Regions from separate parts of the Rattus norvegicus genome. Here region 1 is linked to region 2. Evidence: chromatin contacts called from public Hi-C data. All regions are on one chromosome and are shown on one strand. The core of a region is the stretch at or near the end of the contact, and the rest is flanking DNA. Distances in the headings are between cores, read along the strand shown. Region 1 holds the start of Megf9 (multiple EGF-like-domains 9). Region 2 holds the start of Cdk5rap2 (CDK5 regulatory subunit associated protein 2).

What was found. A called contact is a pair of places that touch in the nucleus more often than the background predicts.
Region 1: a Hi-C map of the A7r5 cell line shows a contact between it and region 2, with 3 times the contacts expected there. The contact joins the promoter of Megf9 here to the promoter of Cdk5rap2 in region 2. A contact is called at or near these places in 6 of 12 Hi-C or Micro-C datasets (the A7r5 cell line, Schwann cells, frontal cortex and 3 more) and 1 of 1 datasets of contacts at active chromatin or transcription factors (oligodendrocytes).

The regions. Positions count from the first base shown.
Region 1 is chr5:89,119,041-89,125,205 of GRCr8, forward strand. It overlaps Megf9 (multiple EGF-like-domains 9), which reads right to left and starts at 1,691. Exons shown (of 6, transcript NM_001107940.1): 1 at 917-1,691. The coding sequence starts at 1,508.
Region 2 is chr5:88,973,296-88,979,957 of GRCr8, forward strand. It overlaps Cdk5rap2 (CDK5 regulatory subunit associated protein 2), which reads right to left and starts at 2,602. Exons shown (of 37, transcript NM_173134.2): 1 at 2,388-2,602. The coding sequence starts at 2,446. LOC120102900 (a long non-coding RNA gene) reads left to right here and starts at 2,702. Exons shown (of 4, transcript XR_005504807.2): 1 at 2,702-2,834; 2 at 4,450-4,577.

The sequences.
Region 1 (6,165 bases), core at 441-2,940, 140 kb after region 2:
CTTATTGGTTGAGCTCTTGGCCTACTTAAGATGCAAGAGGGTGAAAGAATATCTTAACTATGAACACTTTTACCAGTAGAAGAGCTACATTTCCTATTGTGAGCTCAGGCACAAATTGGCATGTCAGCATCAGCAGTAAGGAATATCCTCATTTTAAAAAGGGCAAAAATGGGCATCCCTGCTTAAATGGCATTTGCCCAAGCACTGACCTTAGAATGGAGACAGAATGAAGTGGTGCAAGGAAGGGATTTAACCTAATTTATAAACTTGCTCAACCTAGATACACACCTGTCCCAAATGACCTATCAAGTCTACTTATTTGCAGAGAAAACACCGACTACAATGATGTTTTTATTTTTAATTTCAGGCCTGAAGTGGCATGTTTGTAAGCAAAACATATTCTTTATCTTTTCCAACACACACACACACACACACACACACACACACACACACACACACACACACACACACACGACACCAGCATCTATTAACTATTAAAGAAACAAGGAAACTAGAGCTTTGAGAGAATCCCTTAAAGGTTTTTACCTAGGCATTGATAAAGCACCACTCTAGCTTTCAAACTTTCCCCCAAATATCTCAGGTGGGGTGGCCTTCTGGGCTGATCCAATACAAAAGTTTGTGCCCATTCCTGGACTCTGACAAAAGCCAGAGAACCCTGTTTTTGGAAGAGTCCCCCATCTTCCTCATAGCAGCAGCTCCCTCTGGATGGAGCACAGCACTGGGTTGGGGGACAAAAGACTTTCTAGATTTGGAGGGATTGGGGGTTTACTCTAGCTGGAGCTTGGATCTTCCCTTGGGAAGCTCTTGGGTAATAAGAGGCCAGGGTGACTAGGCTGGTGTGTAAATAGGCAGTGCCTGGGAAAGGTCCAGAAGACTAGGAAGCGCCGAGACTCACCTGGGGGAGGAGGAGTAGGGGCTTCGGTGACAGGTGCGGTGGGCGGGACTCTGCTGCTGTTTCTGCCACGGTCCGGGGACTCGGCAGTCGGGGTCCCCGGAGTGCTGGAAGCCTGAGCGGTGGTGACTACAGAGGTGGTCGGCGCCTGGCCAGCTGTGCTCGCAAGAGTTGTGGGCGCGGGTCTGGAAGGCAGTGGTTCGGTGGTGGGAGTGTGTCCGTCCTCCGAAGGGGTGGCGGACGACAGGTCCACAACCGGGAAGAGGGTGGCTGCGGGTTGTGCGCTGGTGCGGACAGGGATGGTCTCCGGGGAGCCGGCTGACGGGGTCGCAGCCCCGGTTCTGTGGACTGTGGTGCGCGGGGGGCCGGTCCGCGGGGCCTGCGCCGTGGGAGCCGCGGCCTTAGAGAAAGGGCTGCTGGTCTGTTCTCGAAGCCCAGGGCTGGGCGACGCGACCACCTGCCCCTCGGCCCCGCCGCCACCGGTGACATTCCCTGCCGAGGCTGCTGAAGCGGCTGCGGCTGCCGCGCAGCAAAACAGGGCGAGGCCGCCCAGGCTCGGCAGGCTCCTCATGGCGCGCTCGGCTCCGCCATTCATTCATTCATTCATCCAGTTGATCGGTCAGTCATCTTCTTTTCCCTGCTGTCCGCCCAAGGAAAGCTTTGCCGCCGCTGCCGCCACCAAGAGCACCATCGCCACCTCCCTCTGACAGGCGGCCGGCCCTGCGGGCGGGCCTCAACGCGGAGGGAGCGACGGGGAGGAGCGCGCACTGCCCGCCCTCCTCGATAGGCAGCGGAGCCCAACCAATTGGAAGTCGCGTATACTCACGTGACCCGCCAGCTTCCCGGCCTCTTTGTAATGGCACAAACCAATCAGAGGAATCAGGGGGAAGAAGGCGGGACGTCGGGAGGCGCGAGAGGTTTTGGAGCCGGCTGGGTTCGCCGCCGCTCCGGCTTTGTCTACCCACAGAGCGGGGCGCGGGCCTTGGGCACCCAACGCCGCCGTGCAGACAAAGGACACGGCCCGCGCGGCCGACTCTGGGCCAGATTATCTGTTTCACTGGGATGCGAGCTGGACTCGGGGCGGGGGTCCCTGTGGGCAGCATCTCCGCCCTTTTGAACAATGGGGGCACCGGAGCCGCACCCGGACTCAGGCGGGGAGTGTGTTGCATCCCTGGGATGGGCGAGGGTGGTGGCAACGATAATGTAGATGGAGCTGGGCTCTCACTGTGTTGTTCAAGACAGCTGACCTCGGGCCTGCGGGGTCAGCGCTGCCATCCCCATTTCAGAGATGGGGAAACTAAAGCTCTTGCTGACAGCTTCAGCAAGCCAACCTCTGTGCCCCCGGTAAGCACCTGCTGATCGCCTGGCCCCGCACTAAGCCGGATGGGACGGCCTGGAGCCCAATCATAAGCACAAGAAGCAAGCTTCTGACCCAGAGGAGACAAACTGGCATACACACCTTATGCCCAGAACCTCGGAAAGATAGAATAGGACCAGGTTGGATTTCAGCTCCTTGTCTCTCTTGCTGAATTGTGGCTCAAGCAATTTTCTTAACCACCTAAATAAATGGTGAGATGAGAGGGCACACCCCATCCCCCTCACAGAGTTGTGAAAATGAAATCATGAAGGGCTTAACCCAATGCTTGGCCCAACGTTGTAAACCGTCATTAATGCTAACCACTTGGGGTTGCACTATGTCAGGACAAGCCTAAGGTTGGAAAGCAGCCCACACCGCCCCTGAGTCCCCAGAGAGTCCTGCTTGTTGCCGGCACTGGGGTTGGGCTGATAACAGAGCTTGACCCTGGATGACATGAAACTCTGGAGGAAGTTGGAAATCAGGCAGGCAAACTTGCACCATCACCCAAGATCCAGTGCTGTCCGACATTGTAGCCTCAGCTGAGCAACTTTTAGGTGCAGCCTGGCAGGACAAGTTTGTCATCTGATGGCTTAATTCCATCACACCAGCCTCACTGTAAACCCATTCCTGGCCTCTCCTAGGATGCTTGCCTTTGTGCATGATTTCCCATTAGTCATTCTCCTCTAACCAGACAGGCAGGATGAGATTTGTGTGTGAACTCCTGTGTGTTAACAAAAGCATGCATTTATTTGCCTGAGTGAGTAGTGGGTGGGGAAAGGATATGTTGGAGCTTGTGTATGGAAGCATAAACACATTTGTGAGTCTTTCTGTGAAGATGGTATCTCTGAGTCCTCAAATATGAAAACTTGTGTTTTCATGTGAATTGTTAAGGATATTAATGCATGCTCACGAGTGTGTGTTTTGTGTGAATTTTCTGCTTTTGAATGTGACGTTGCCTCTAAGTGTGTCTTTATAGGCCTACCTATGTAAGAAACAGAGGCAAAAATGAGAGGGCCATGAAACTGTTCTGAAGACAAATATTTAGCAAGAATTGGCCAATGTTCTGTTTTACTTGTCTTTAGGAAGGGAGTGGACGTGGCATGCCCCACCCCTGTATTCTTCTGGTTTCTCAACACCAACCAAAATGCCATATCCTCTAGGACTTGGATTTCTCAGTGGGAGTTCTTCCCTCCCTAGTTCCCTACTGGCCTTTGTTTCTAGTCCTGATCCATCAACCCCTGCCTCTTCCTAAAAGGATTAATGATGGCTTTCAGACATAAGTACCACAAATAAAACGAACCACCCACATGACTGAATTACTTCTCCTGGGTACTCATCAACCTTAGGACTAGAACTTGTGATTACTACCCCTGCCTATCTATTTCATCCAGTTCTGTTTTCCAGTGCCTAGCAGTGAGCACTAAGGCATGCTGATTAATCTGAAAGAGATCCTGTTGTTCTCACAGGGAAGCTTGTGTCTTTAGAGTCACAGACTTGGATCCAGTTTCCTTGGAGGAAAACTTTACCCTCTCTGAACCTGAGTTTCCTTGTCTTTAAAACGAGGCCATTAATTCTTTAAACAGATCAAACAGAACTGTTCCTTTTTAACAGCGCCTTTTTGACACACCAATTATACTCTATTGTCACTTCACGTTTCAATTGCTATTGCTAACTCTGAGTTTTGTTAGCTGAAAGACTACAGCATAAACCTCTGTCCTAAAAACTCCAGATCAGGTGACATGGCTTGACATTTGCTCTACTGGATATTTCCAAATGGTATCTAAAAACTGCTGGGTTGGCCCTGAGCAGTGCTGTATCAGAGATTCTTTACCACTAGAGGGGAAAAGCTGATTTGGCTTTTCAGTCAGGAGACTCCCAGAGCAAAGGCCTAAGGCCTTGCAGAGTGATTCAGGTTTGCTGTGCCTTGGAAAAGGACATTTCATGCAGGACATCTCAGATAGGATAATTCACCAAAAATATGTCTAGGAAAAGTTGAATTTTTTTTAAGATAATATTTTGAGACAGTCTCCCTTTGTAGCTTAGATTGACCTTAGCTGGCCTTCCAAGTGCTGGGATCCCAGAAATAACCACCAATCAAGGCCTGCCTGTAAGGTAACTTAAATATACTATCATTACTTCAACTTTGATTCTTTTATTACTTTTAAAAAAATCTTTATTTTGTTTGTGGTTATATGTGTACATACATGAACACAGTCTTGCTTGGCTTGCATGTAAAAGAGACATTTGGGGGAAGCCAGTTCTCTCCTTCTACTACTTGGGTTTCGTACACTCAGGTTGCCAGGCCTCGAAGTGCTTACCTTTATCTTGTGAGCCATCTAACCAGTCCAAAGTTTTCAATTCACTGACATCCTTTTATTTCTATACCACAAACTAAAAGATGGCTTGTTTTATTGTGTTTTCTGAAACAGTGCTTTACAATCTGGGCTGGCCTAGAACTCCCTATGTAGTCCAGTTTAGCCTAGAGTTTATGACAGCCTCCTATCTTAGCTTCCTGAATACTGGAATTGCATCATGACCAACATGACTTGTGTAAGTTTATATTTAAAAACGGGGAAAAACATATCTACCATCATAGATAGAAATACATGTGTTTAATTTAACTATATAACATGGCTATCATGGAAGTATAACATATCAATAATAGAAAGTAGACTTTGCAAGTTCCCAGGCACTGTACCAAGAGACCCAGGAATTACTTCGTTTAACCGTTAGGACACACCACCCCAAAGGATATGTCCTAGACTACTTGGACTACTATAACAAAAACTAAAGCACTTACAGTGGTGAAACATTTCTCACAGTTTTGGTGACTAAGAAATCCAAGATCAAGATACCAGCTTCTTAAGTGTCTGGGAAGAGACTTCACTCAAGTGCACAGATGCCATCCGTTCGCTGTCTTCTTGTGATTGAAAGGACAAAGCAGCTGTCTGGGGTCTTTTTTATAAGGACACTGATCCCATTCACAAGGGCTTTTGGCCTGCTGACCCACTGCCTTCTAAAGGACTCGAAATACCATATGGGGATAGTGTTAGGATTTCAACACACAAGTTATAGAGAGGCACAGCATTCACGTTACAGCATTTTATTATCTGTATTTTGCAGACAAAAAAAAAGCTAGGCATAGAAAAGTTAAACAGCTTGCCTAAGGTCACTTAGCAAGTGAGAGTGGCTGGACTCAGACCAGCATCAAACTGTAAAGGGAAAATGCTCATGAAATTATGTTTGAAAGAGAAGACAAAACTGATAGCCCTGACAGAATGAGGACCAGTACTTTCCCTGTTGCCCCAGAAGAGAGCTGCCATCCCCACTATGGGAATAATGGCCACAAAGATTCAGAGAAGTCCTGCTAGCTGTCTGAGCACTAACTACAAATACTTTGGAAGGTTCAGTCTGATTCCAGTTTGTGCTGGGCACCAGATTAGCATGAAATCCACAGAATCAGCTTAGGTATCCTGGAGATAAGACGAGTCTTGTGATGGGACAAGTGCTTTTTACTGTTTTGCACTTTGGAAGCTGAATAGAGTGATTGCTTGCATTCGTGGGACTTTGAGTTTGATCAAAATTTAACACCATGAAAACAGGAACACATTCATTCTTTAGGGTTAGAACTATCACCTATGTTTGAAAAAATAAAGAAGAGGAAAGTAAACTTCTAAAAGGTTAAGACTCGCCCAAGATCTGCCTGACTTCAAAGCCAATTCTCATCTCTACAGTCCAATCTGTTAATGTGACCACTGGTATTACACATAACAGTATGCCAAAAGCAAATACTGAAGTACTGAAGGTCAGACACATTTATCCCTCCTGCTAGAGCAGCATAACCCAATCACACACACACACATACACACACACACACACACACACACACACACAC
Region 2 (6,662 bases), core at 1,352-3,851:
ACATGATGGTGAAAATCAAACTATGCTTATGGCTAAACATGTTCTTCCAGTCTGCTCCTAACACAGTAGCAAGCACTTATTGGCCATGTGCTAGAGCAACTCGATATTCAATAAGCTTGGGTCAGGTACACCCTGACCTAATGCAACAAAAATTCAAGGACAAACTGTGCTCAGTTTAGGCTATAAACATGAGGCTTGCAAATTCCCCTGAGAAGGGTGCTCAGAAAGCAGTATATTAAAATGAAAAGTATGATTTCATCATAGGAACTATCGTCTCCTACTGTGGTCACCTAATGAGGACTCATCCAGCCCAGAATAGCCCAGAAGGGCCAGTTCAAAGCCAGAAGCTCTGCAAGAGCCCCTTGGATACTCAGTTCAATTAGTTCAGACTAGTCAGAAGGCAGAACAGACTTTGGATTCAGGAAGCTTGGAGTTAAGTCTGATTTATCACAGACTTTTCTGTGACCCAAGACCATTCATTTCAGCTGAGCTTCAGGATCCCACATGTAACAGGGGGAGAGAAGCAGCCCCTCAAAGAATCACTTTTCACTCAGTGATTTGACAAATGCCACTCTGCTCCTATTCTGCCCCAGACATTAGGCTAAGAACTGGGTTACAAACAAAATCTAGTTCCTGTTCTAAACCAGGACTCTAGCTCATCTGGTGAGTGTATGTTAACAACCAATACCTCCACCGCCCAACACACAACCATTAGGTATAGGTTGAAATGAAGTTTGCCCAAAGTGAGAAGCAATCCAAGTGTAAAAACTCACACCAGATTCAAAGACTAAGGAAGATTAAAAGATAAAAATATCTTATCACAAGTTTTCCTATGGATTTTGCTAAAATCACATACGGAAATATTAAGCTAAATAGCATACGCCATTATTTCACCTGCTTCCAATGGTGCTGCTGCTCAGTAGTAAAGCACTAGCTGAGGAGGTGTGAGAGGCCCTGGTACAACCTCCAGCACCACAAAGAAAGGAATTTCACTTGTTTCTTTTCTTAGTTTTTTTTTTTAATTGTGACTACCAGAAAGTTTTTAGTGTTGTTGTTTTGGTTTTTCGAGACAGGGTTTCTCTGTGTAAGGTTTCTTGGTTATCCTGGAACTTTCTCTATAGACCAGGCTGGCCTTAAAGTCTGAGATCCACCTGCCTCCACTTCGCGAATGCCGGGATTCAAGGCATATACTACCACACCCAGTTCACAAGAAAGTTTTTAATTAAATATACACCATAGGTTGTATTTCTACGCTGGTCACAGTCAACCAGGTTAGGACAGTGACAGGTAAGGGTAGCTAGAACATTACAGAAGGCCCAAGCAAGGGTGAGAATGTCAGTGTGGATTTCCTAGCAGTGGAACCTGGGTATCAATAAGGCAAAAGGCATAGGAAGGGCAACTGACACAGCAAGAACAGCACGTACATAGCCTGGCACCAAGAAACAATTCGGTAAGATCATTCCTGACAGAGCTTGGCAGTCAGGCACAGGGCTGAGGGCTTGGAGAAGACCCAGAGTTGGGAACCATAGATGGGGTGGGGGTGAGGCTAGAGAACAGATGCAGCCGATTAGAGAGAAACTTGGAAGCCACAGTACAGAACTTCATCCTGAAGATGGCAAGGCACCTGGAGGGCCTAGGGCAGGTTAAGAGATGAATGACCAGGAGTGAATGCAGCATCTGTCCAGTCAAGGCTGAGAGAGAAAGGAAAGGAGAGTATTAGCAGATCTACTAAGCTAGACTTGGGGTGGTTTAGTTCTCATGCCCACAACCCATTCTAAATGTCCAAAATAATCCAATTTCTGGTCCCAAGGGATCTGAATAGAAGACACAACTTGTAGTAGCAGTAGCAACGGTAGATTAGCATAGTATCATCCTTTTCAACACTGGTGTATGTCAGCCAGTACACCAGCCCAGAGAACTGGCTTTTCATTCTCATCTTGTTTTCAAAGCAGAAGTCAATTTACCAGGCTGGATTTGATAAATTCTGTCCATCTCCAACCAAGGCACTGTTGCCTCTGTCCTGGATGGCTACTGTGTGACCCTGTAAAAGTCTAAAATAACTACACTCCCCATAATGAATGCAAAGCCCCAAACAAGAATCAATCACCCACCAAGCGCTCTAAGGTCCAGTTCCAACCACCCCCTACTAATTAGTCCCATCTCCTCCCACTCTTTCAAAAAAGCCCCTTACTATCCTACACACCCTCTTCAAAGTGTACTCCAGAACACACAACATATAGTCGAACAGAGTGCTGGCTCCACACCCAGGTCCCACCACACTCGGGTGGCAGCAGAGACCGTCCCCAAGCAAACGGAAGGCCTCCAGGGTGTGACCCACTATAGAAACCCCCACCCAGTTACCACGAAGCCCAAAGCCAGGGCCACACCTGCAGCCGCTGAGGGTCCCAGGCAGGGTGACGTCCTCTTCCATCCCTGAGTCCATCATGAACACAAAGAGGTGGCACCGGTGTCTGCAGCAGCAGCGCCACTGGTTACCCCGCAGTCGCGGCGCGCTCGGTTCCCCAGGTCCCGCCCCCTCCAACCCAGCTCTTGTTCTCAGTCAAGCGGCGCCGCTGGAATTCAAACCGCAGCCGCCGCCATCTTTCCCGGCGCTTCTTCCTACGGAAACAAGGCGGGGTCATCCAGGCACGCACCGTGAAGCTTCCTAGCACAGACCCAAAACCGGGCAGGGAGAGTTTGAGTGGGCGCCATCTTAACTCAGGGCAGAACCTGTGCTCTTGAGCCTGCAATACTAGGAGAAAAGAAGCGGCAACCATGTTTTGTGTGTGAGGGCAATCGGGCCGAAGCCAAGAAGAGCGCCATATTTGTTGAGGGTAAAAGTCCGCCCGAATCAGTTAATTTAAGCGGGAGGTCAGACAGTTCAGAGTACCAGTCTCTTTGCTGCCATTCCAGACACATGACCCCGCAATCGCGCTTTGACTCTTTGTTCCCAAAAGGCTTCTTCCTTTAGTTGAAACGCAGATAATTGAGTTATGCCTCGATTTAGAAAAGTACCACCTGTGAAGCGCTATTACAAGCAGTGGTTTACAGCCGAGTTTGAAGCCGCATGCCTATAGATGTATCATCCATACTTCATGGGAATTTTGTCACTATTAGGACTCGTACATGAACAATCAGTAAACTGAGACCTAGAGAGATGAAATGACTTGCTCAAAGTAATAAGTTTACTATCCGTTAAAACCAGATCCTTAGCTCCTGGTATCAACATCTTAGCACTTTGGAACCATGTTTTAAACTTCTTGGCCAGGGAATATGTTTTAAGAAGAGACAGTTGTTCCCTTCCCAACAAAGGTTCTGACTGAATTGGGATTTCAGCTATTCCTGCCTTGAAACCCCTCCCACTCTCAGGACTTCTTCACTTTTCTTTAATCTACACAGGAATAAGGGGAGGGAAAAAGGGAGGGGAGGGAGAAGGGAACTGGAGGATGCTTGGATGTGGAACAGTTGTCCCTGGTAGTAAAAACAGTTCTTCTGTCATGACCCTTTGACTGGGCACTTTGGGCCAGACATCACTAGCTTCAGACCTTTGCCTGCTATATTCTGAGATCCTAGGGGAACAAGTGGGTGTCCATGACTGACAAGCTCAATTGTTGCTCCGTTAAAAAAAAAAAAAAAAAAAAGCTATCCTATAAGGTGTTGTAAGGATGACCTGAGATAACTTTAGAAATTCTTTCAATAGTAGTTCTCATTTCCCCACAACCCTAAACACACTTTCTTTCTTTACAAACTGGCAATAACGAATGATGTGCCCTAAATGGGGCACACAGACTATTAACCCCAAGTGTTCCGTTCTTTTTCCATCTTAAAACTTACAGTTCAGACATGAGATCTGTGATAGCTGGGGAGGAGGACCACTGAATAACCCCAATCCACGTTCATTTAAACAACCCTAATTAAACTCAGAGGGGAGGAAAAGAACATGAAAGCAGGGGTGCATAGGGACAAGAGAGTGTAATGGGAGGTGATGAAAATGACCATAACATGTTGTATACATGTGTGAACTGTAAAACAAAAACAGAAATCAAAAGAATACAGAACGTCTAGAAGAGTACTTAAATGCAAAAACCACCAGATCCCGTTATTAAAGCAAATACTTCAAGGTGTGGACAGGATTGCAGGGCAAGCAGTGAGGACGCCTAGATCCTAACTACAGCTTATCCTGTGACCACCTCGGCTTTCCCATTTTCAAAATGAAGTAGAGAACTACAGAGAATCTATAGAAAGTTAATCCCTTGACTTATTTAGAGAGGCCATGTTTGTGAATTATGAGCTTAACCCCCGGTGAACCTGGAAACTGAAAATAGAGTCAATTACACAAAGGAAAAACTATATCGGAAGTTGCTCTTCCTGCTACTGTAGCATATTCATGATTAGAGACAGAGAGGCCATTGCCCTGTTTTTCTCACTCTGGTATTTCTTTCTGCCAAGCCTAAAAGTGACATCATTCCCATCAGCTGTTTGGGCTATCTGGAGCCATCTCCTTGACAACAGCCATCCAGTCACAAAGACAGCATTATTACTTCCTTGGAAGAGGGCATTCTGCATGGCTGGAAGTGGTTTGTATCCACATGCTTTTGATTTGCCAGGAATCCACTGAAGTTGTAGCAGCTCCAAACAGTAAAGTCGCGATCACTAACAGCATGAATTGCTTTGTACAAGTTAAAACACTCACATTGCTCTTTATGTTTGTCTATCTTTTATTTCCTAACACTGGTAAGCAGGTTAGGATCACTGCCTCTCCACCTCCCACCAACCCCCCTCCCCCAGACACACACACACACACACACACACACACACACACACACACACACACACACACACATCGTGGAGATGAGAAACTCTATAGTTTAGATTCAAGGTTCCATTCATCAAAGATTGGTCACAACGCCTGTGACACTATTAGGAAATGGTGGACCATGAGAGCTTGTTAATGGGTTCTAGAAGCAGAACTCAACTTTTCACATGCCCTTGATAGAAGAATAATGCTCCTTCATCAGTTAAGATTGTCATCTTCAAACAGGCCTGCAGCTTCTGGAAGGACACACATCAAGCAGTGAGAAAACAAGAGGCATCAGCTAGCCAGCCAGATCAGCCAGATTAACCCTGCTAATGAACTGAGTGACAGAAGCCACAACCAGATCCTCTTTACCTCCCAACTGGAAGATCATGGGATCTTTAAAAGATAGAGCCTACTTTAGGGAAGGCAGGTCTTCAGAAGCAATAATGATTCAAAATACACCTTTCATCTTTATGAGTTGATTATCTCAAGCACCTTTCTTTCACTATGAACAGACTTTTAAAAAAGCAAACTAGATTCTGAAAGGAAGAAAGATATTTGTCAAAGACCAAATTTCACTTCTTAGGTTTTCATTAGGAACAGTTTCAGACTTAAAAAAATATTGTAAAAGTAGTGTGATGGGAGTATTCCCCTGTAATCCAAACGCTCAGGAGACTGAAGTGGGAGGATCATGCAACATGGGATACATAGTGACAGAGATCCCAGTGTGTGTGTGTGTGTGTGTGTGTGTGAGAGAGAGAGAGAGAGAGAGAGAGAGAGAGAGAATTCTTCATGTTTACCTTTACTCAGCTCCCTAAAATATTCACATCTTATACAACCATAACATACCTGCTGTCAAAAATAACAGCAAAAGCAATTTCACTGACACAATTCAATTTACTACACACCTAACTATAAAGTACGCAATTGCTCATTAATTTCCTTCTCTAGGTTCTTGAATGGATCCAGGGTGATAAATTGCATTTAGTGTCACATCTACTTTCTCACCTCTAGTCACTGATATTTATTTTTCATGGTATCAATACTTCCTAAAGGTTTACTCCAGGTATTTTCTAGAATATTCTTCAATCATGTTTCCGAGATTTTTTTCATGATTGAATTTAGATGATGCATTTTAAACAGAAATATTACAAAAATGATATGCTATGTCCTTCTCAGGGTGCAGAGGAGACACATGATGTTGATGTATCTTGCTAACTGGAATAGCTACTCTAATATCTAATGCCATGTTCTTTATAATAAAATTGGTGATTTGTTTCTTGTAATTAATAAGAATATTAAGAAGAACTACTTGCGATTATATAATCTGTTTTTTTTTCAAATTTCCATTGTAATTTTATCATTGGTACCTCAACCTTACCCAATGATACTACAGGCCTGGGGTGTTGAGTAAAGCACTTGCCATACAAGCATAAGACCTGAGCTTGAGTCCATATAAAATCCAGAGTCAGTAGCCAGCATTTGTAATCCCAGTGCTTATCTGCAGAGACTGGAGTCAGAGAGAATACACTGCAAAGTTACAGTACAGAAGAGGGAGAGGGGAGAGGGGAGAGGGAAGAGGGGAGAGGGGGGAGGGGGGAAGTGAGAGGGGAGAGGGGAGAGGGGAGAGGGGAGAGGGGAGAGGGGAGAGGGGAGAGGGGAGAGGGGAGAGAGGGGATCTTGTCTCAAATGGAAAGAGAAACAGACAAGCAGGGTTGTCCCATGGCCTCCATATGCATACCATGGCACAGCATGTGCACCCCTTCTTAACCATTTACTTATTATACTATTTTCATTAGTAAGGACTTACATGCATTTGGTTCATTTTATGTATTCAAATCAATTGCTATTATTAGCTGTCTTG